Regions from separate parts of the Oryctolagus cuniculus genome. Here region 2 is linked to region 1. A link is a contact called in public Hi-C data. All regions are on one chromosome and are shown on one strand. Each heading gives the region's core, a stretch centred on a gene start, on an enhancer-like site or on the middle of the called end of the contact. The rest is flanking DNA. Distances are from core to core; before and after follow the strand shown.

Region 1 (3,281 bases), core at 410-2,909:
GAGGGTTGGGCTGACGGGACCCGCGGCTGCGAGCTCAAGAAGGCCGCCTGTGACGTCCAGAGGAGGAAGCCAAGGGTGAGGCAGGGCTCTAGGCCGCAGCCAGTTCACGGGCCAGCCCCGAGCTTCCCGGCGGCCTGGCCCGTGCCAGGATTTCCACTCCCCTCCCCGCCGTCCTCTCTCTCCTCGATCGGGTCGCCCTCCCAGCCTGGCTTTCTGCCTGAGCTGTTTCCTGTTTCCCGAACATCTTTCTTCTGCATATTCATGCAATTTCTTGTAATAGCGCCCTGCCTGGAACACCTCTCCCTTCCAGCATCCTCCTGGCAAACTCCTACCTATGCTTCAAAACTCCCTTCCAGAGTCACCAACCCTTCCTCCCGCAGGGCCCGGCTCCTAAGTGCTGCTCGGGAGAGGAGTCGGCACCACTCTCCTGTGTGATTGAAAGGACAGATGAAGACGGGGGTCATGTCGATGGGGTCATGCTGTGGCGCAGGGGGTTAAGCCTTTGCCTGTGGCGCTGGCCTCCCACATGGGTGCTGGTTCAAGTCCCGGCTGCTCTGCTTCTGACCCAGCTCCCTGCTAATGCACCTGGCTCCTGGCTTCGCATCGGCCCAGCTCTGGCCATTTCGGCCATTTGGGGAGTGAACCAGCAGATGGAAGACTTTTCTCTATCTGTCTCTCCCTCTCTCGTAAATAAATAAATCTTAAAAAAAAAAAAAAAAAGATGGTGATAGCTTACCATCTTGGACCACTTCACTGGGCACTTGCTGAGAGCTTTGCAAGCATTTATTTCTACTTTTTTTTTTTTCAGAAACCCTATAAGGAAGTTGCAATTTGCATCTCCATTTTGTGTAAAAGGAAACCAAGCCATAGAATGGCTAAAGAGCTTGCTCCAGCCCCACAGCTGGGATCCGAACTGGGGTTTGTGTTCAGAACCAGCCGCCACCGCCAGGGCGGCGAGCCACCTCCCTGTGTTACTATCACAGTTTGCATTGCTCTGACGATCACAGGTCAGCGATGGGCTCGTTCCCTTTGTCCTTCCATCTTCCTGGCGCCAGCCCCGACACCCAGCGGGCGAGGAGGAAAGATTCTCACCGTCAAGTTCAGTGCAGCTGGCTCCTTTCAAAAGCCCTCTCACTCTCCCCTGGACTCCCGGCCACCCCGACCAGCCCTGGGGGCTCCTTTCTCTGAGTCCCCTATGCATTTTTGCTTTCCCACACACACACACACACACACACACACACTGAGGATTCTTTCAGGGTGTGCCGGGGCGGCCGCCCTGCACCTCATTTAATGAAGTGGCCATCTCTGCTCCCACTTCACTGAAGACAAGAAAACTGGGGCTCCAGGCTGGCTTTTGACTCTGTCACCCTCAGGCTCTGAAACCCATTCATCTTTCCCCAGGGAGTACAGTGTCCGGTGTGCCCCACCCCCCACCCCCGTCCTTGAGCACAGAGCCCAGAGCCCAGGCGGCGGCCTGCAGTCCGTGTGTGCTGAGTCGCCATGAGCCGAGGCAGGGCGTGGGTGGTCCGAGGACAGTGTGCCAGGACCCAGGCTCTCGCAGCAATGCAGACTTTCCAGCGCCCAGCTCCGAGGCGCCCGCTATTTTTGGATGGCCTTGCACAAATGCTGTGTGGGCTTCCTCTTTGCTACTAAATGTCACTGCGTGAGTTTCCTAGTTTCATTCTTCTGCCTGCGCTGCGGAGGGTTACGCAACCAGCGCCTAGCGATGACTCATCGCGGGAGGGCACAGCTGCCAAACCGTCACCATCGCCAGGGTAGGGTGCCATCCGCCCCGCCCCGCCCCCAGCCCCAGGCTGTTTGGGGGTGGTTTGGTTGAACTTGTGCAGTCTTTCTTTCTAAGGTTGCTTCCCCTTGTCCCTGTCTCCTGCTTCCAGCAGCTGGGTGAGAGGGTATGGCAGGCTGGGGAGAATCTCGCCGTGGCGTCAGCGCCGCCCGCCACGTGGGCCCCCGCGCCCCAGGGCTGTCCAGGAGATGGTGCCATGCAGGCTGACCCCCCTGGAAAGCTGGGTGCTCTTTCCAAGTTCCTTTCACAGCCACCTCGTGCCCTCAGCGCCCTCTCCACAGAGCCTGCTGGGAGAGCAGCAGCAGTGGGCTGCGCCCCAAACTCTGGCCGTGCCCTCCACCCTCCTTACACAGTGGCCTGTGTCCTGGATTGGTTAAAGCTGGGATATTGGCTTCCAGCACCACCCAGTGGCCTCCTGCCACGGGCAGGTCTGGAGCCAGCCCCCAGCCCACCCAGGGTGAATCAAAAGGCGTCCCTGCAGGAGCCGCTGTGGGCCACACAGGAGGGCGGAGCCTCTGTCCAGGGAACAGCAGGGACGTGGCATCTCCTGGGCTCCAGGCACAGCGGTGAGCATCGCGCTGCAAATGGCCACTCCGGCTCCAGCTGGGTCCGTGTTTCCTGCTTCAGGCTGATGGGGCTGCAGATCAGGGTGAGCCTGGGGCTGCAGGAGGAATGGGTGGCTCCATGTGTGAGGGTGGGGGAGGTGGGAGCAGAGGCTGGCCCTGGGAGCACCCTAGAGGCATGGCAGGTGCCAGCAGCGCCCGGCCTGGCACTGCAGGGGGGACGGGCAGACACCGGAATCAGGGTTTAGCAAGAGTCACTGGGAGTGTCTCCGTCGCTCGGCGCAGTCGCCACAACTGCGGCACTGGCTCATTTGCTGGGCACTTCTCTGCAACTCTCAAATGAGGCTGGAGCTCCGGTGTGCAGCCGCCAGCCAGGAAGGGAGAGGGGCCAGCCCCGCCTCCCCTTAGCGGGCATAAGCATCGAGTACAGTGGGAAACAATGCCCAGGAGCAGGAGAGCTTGCACTGTGGTCCATGGACGACTCTACTAACCTGTCCATCCTCAGTCTTCCCACCTTGGAAATGGGCTGGTGGTAGTCCAAGGGCTATACGGTGTCCTTCTCCTGCCTGGATCTGTCCAGAAAGGCTAAAGGGCTTGCAGTGAGCCTGCCTTCACTGCTCCTCTCACCTGGGCTCCCAAACACACCAGGCTGACCCCAGGGCCTTTGCACTGGCTGTTTGCTTTGCCAAGAGCACCCTTCCGCAGGGGTGAGCACAGCACCCCCACCTCTCAGGCCTTTGCCAGGGTCAGGGTCGTGGCAGCATCTCAGTGATGCCATCCAAGAGCCTCTTTCCCACCTCGCCTGCTCCCCACGGCAACTCGTCCCAGCTCAGAGATTCAAGCCACAGGCACTTTCCTTAGGACTGCGACTCGAGAATGGAAAGAGCCAGCCCCTGTCCCAGCAACTGACCCGG
Region 2 (3,417 bases), core at 83-2,582, 150 kb before region 1:
CAGCAGACGCAGCCCTTCGGAAGTGCTGCTCCTGTGCTCACCTCTGTTTTAGAAAACAGGCTGGTGCCACCGGAGGGAGAAAAAGTCCTTCTTCCTTGACAATAATCAATGGATCAGAGTTCGAATATTCGCGCCCTCCTCACGGTCACTGCCCCAGCGCAGCCCCTCCCCCTCCCCGCCCACACCTCTAGGACACACTGGAACAGCGGATGCTGGGGGAGCCCATCTGGGTGAGGACCTTGTCCAGCCACTGCAAAGGCCCATTCAGGTGCAGCTCGATCCAGCAGGGGGTGCTGGTCACTGTCTGTCTCCTGCAAGAAACAAGGCAGGGTTGCAGGTAGGGGACGTTTAAAAACGTCCAGGAGGAAACACAGGCAAGTCACAACACCCTCCTCTGTGACAGTCTTCCCCCCCAAAGCCAGCTACACCGTAACCTGGCTCCATGCTGCCCTAGAGGAGGTCCCAACCATCCGCTGAAACTAGCAGGGCCAAGGTCCCTGAGCAGATCCCGAGCCGGGGAATGGGGGGAGGGAGGTGGCCCGAAAGAGGTAAATGTGAAGTCAAGGCCAGGGCACCCCCAAGGCCCCGCAGTGGAAGCCCTCCAGGCCAGCTCCTGTGTGTCCCAGGTGGGCACCAGCGGCTCCAGACACAGGCCCGGCCCGGCCCGGCCCGCCGTGGTGATGCGTGTCTGTCTGGCGGAGGGGCGTTCCGAGCAACGCACCGACAGCGCACATGCCTTCCGCTCCCCATGTGCTGATACAATTCCCATCTACGGCCTTATTTTGGAAAATCTTCCGAGCAGAGCGAGCCATGGAACAATTACTGGAAAAAACCGAGGCGCACCCCAAAGCACTCCGTCTCAATTCAGGCTGGCGGATGACGCAGCCCGCAGGCCGGCTCCCCGAGGCTATCTGCTGAGGCCGCGGTGGCCCGTGCCAGCTGGAGGTGAGAGCAGCGGGCCTGGGCCCTGCCCTCGGCCTCCTCGCACAGACAAGGGCTGAAACCCTACTCCCCTTGGCCCGAGACGCAGGAGGGCGGCAAGACTCTTCCGGGAAGGGGCCGCGCCTGCCCGTCGGGCTGCCGTGCGGCACTGCCAGGCGGCGGTGACGCGGTGGGCTGCGAGCACGGCGTGTGCTGGCCCGGCGGCCTGCCGGGGAGGGCGTCTGCCGCCGAGGAGCCCCTTGGGGCACGCAGGGCTGGACGGCCGCAACGCCGCACTGGGCCGGGCACTGCCTGCCTGGCCTGGCCTAAGCACCCCTGCCCGCTGACGGCCCTGCAGGGGTCCACCTGATGGAAGGGACCATGCGTGGCCCCTTGGGCTACAGTCCGGGTGTGAGAAGAGTGAGCAAATGGACTTCCCCTGGCTCTTCTCCACGGAGGGCCGCCTTTAAGTATTTCCCTTTCCCTGTCTTCTCCAAAAAAAAAAAAAAAAAAAAAAACTAACGCTAATCTTCCACTCTTGTTCCCTACCTGGTCCGTGCCAGGGCTAAAAGGTCAGTTTGGGTGCTTCCCGGCTGGCCCGCTGGGCCTGGGCTAATCTCTGCAGCCGTCAGAAGACGGCCGCCAGTTCTGAGGTCTGACCGCCATGCCGGCTCCACGGATCACCGGTGCTGGGTTTCAGCAAGACCCCGGAGACCACGCCACTGCGCTCCCCAGCCCCGCGGGGCAGCCCCGAGCACGGCAGCCCAAACACGAGGAGGACGACCGTGCGGGGCGAAAGCCTCTAATGAGAATCCGACTTTCCATAAGTCACGCTCATCTGGATCTCATTATGAACGGTGGCCCCGCGCCAACACTGAAATGGGTTTGGCCTGGGTGCAGAGTGACTGCAAAACAAAATGGGAGTCCAAACATCTGGAAAAATGAAGGGGAGAGTAACTCGCACGGCGCTGGCTCCAGCTGACGTGCGGGTACCGCAGCGTCTGCCGCAGGCACAGGCCGGGAGGGGGGCGGGAGGGGCCCACGGCCCTGCTGCCCAGGGGCACTCTTGTTCACCTGGGCTCTGCTCTGCAGACCCACGCCACGGTGTTCCGCAAGAGACAACCACGAGGACCAGGCAGGCCTGCCCCTCATCTGTGCCACGCTGAAACCAGGGTCTGGAATTCTCAATTAAAAAAAAAAAAATCATTTCTTTTCTGAGCACGGAAACTTGGTTGCTTTGCAATGACCCGGATCTCCTCCTTGCTTCCCTGGGTCTCAGTTCCCAATCCGAGCTCCTTGGGGCTACCAGGGTCCCTGAGTCAGGGCTGGAGCCACAGGGGAGGGAGGAGACAAGGCGGCAGAGGCTTCACTGCCAACACCCACCCCAGGGGAAGCCTGAGGACGAGGCCAAGAGGGCACCGTCCCAGGCTCAGCTTTCCTGCACCGGTGGGACTTCAGGCAGGTCCCTCTCCCTCCAGAGCCTCAGTCCCCACATCTGTGCAATGGGCACCCAGCCAACAGCCCTGCCCAGGGAGCCCTGCTGTGGGGAGGAGGAAAACGGGACTCCTGCATTTCCAGCGCCTGAGAAACTGCAGGTGCCGGGGGCACGCGGGCCCCTCCCGCCCACCAGGTGGTGGCGCTCTCTGCTCTGGGGCCTGAGTCCCCTGGCGTGGGGTCCCCCCCCCCACGGTCACCGACCTGTACTCGGCTCCCCAGCCTTTGACGAAGCTCATGCGGATGGTGCACATGCGCGTCAGCTGGTAGACGGCCTCGAAGCCCTGGTTCACCGACTGGGCCAGGAGCGCGGCGAACTCCTGGTTGTTGAAGATCTTCAGGTTGCACCCTGCCGACGAGACAGAAGCCGTCCCTGTGGGCTGCTCCCCTGGGGACACGGCCACCTCGGGGCGGGAGGGGGTGGCAGAATGGCTCCATTCCCACGGCTCCCGCGGCCCAGGGTCACTGGCTGCAGTAGCCGCACGCTCCAAGCTCAGCACGTGAGGGACGGGCCCTTGGATCTGCCACCCCCACATCAGGGACACGCAGCTGCCCCACGTGCCGGGCAATGAAAGGCTGGGGGAGAGCGGGTGCAGGGACGGGCTTCCTTGGCCCTGCTGCATGTGGTGTGGCCGGCCACCTGGGCTGAGCAGCCCTGCGCCCTGGCAGCGGGCAGCACCACTGAGACGGGCCCCCCTGGAGGTGCCCCGGCCTGCCGTTCCCACAGGAAGCTCAGCAGAGGGTCGCCACTGGCAAATCTGCCATGAGGGCAGGCCAGGCAGGGGTGGCGGGGACACTCACAGCGACGCGAAGGTGTGTGCCTGACGAGACAGAGGCCAGGGCCAGCGGGGCCCTCGCGGGAAGATGGGGGTGGGGGCGGGAGACATGCTGGGCGGGGTGCCCAGAGCGCAGCTGGGCCTCCTTCCCCGCGGCGCTCTCTCCAGGGGCCCGCAGGGGAGCCCAGCCCCTCGCAGGGCAGGAGCAGACACGAACTCCAGAGGC

What was found. Hi-C and Micro-C count contacts between places; a contact is called where the count stands out from the background.
Region 2: a Hi-C map of psoas muscle shows a contact between it and region 1, with 2.2 times the contacts expected there. The contact joins two enhancer-like sites. A contact is called at or near these places in 2 of 6 Hi-C or Micro-C datasets (ear pinna and psoas muscle).

The regions. Positions count from the first base shown.
Region 1 is chr12:89,817,714-89,820,994 of mOryCun1.1, reverse strand. No RefSeq gene overlaps it. Among named protein-coding and RNA genes, the nearest start is that of SMAD3, 40 kb to the left of the region's middle. Within about 2 kb of position 1,659, at least 6 of the 8 cell types and tissues checked have an H3K27ac peak or open chromatin away from gene starts, as enhancers often do. A contact at or near this core is called in ear pinna, where this site is marked.
Region 2 is chr12:89,965,961-89,969,377 of mOryCun1.1, reverse strand. It overlaps SMAD3 (SMAD family member 3), which reads right to left. Exons shown (of 9, transcript XM_051821816.2): 8 at 2,620-2,764; 9 at 1-311. The coding sequence ends at 188. Among named protein-coding and RNA genes, the nearest start is that of AAGAB, 70 kb to the left of the region's middle. Within about 2 kb of position 1,332, at least 4 of the 8 cell types and tissues checked have an H3K27ac peak or open chromatin away from gene starts, as enhancers often do. A contact at or near this core is called in ear pinna, where this site is marked.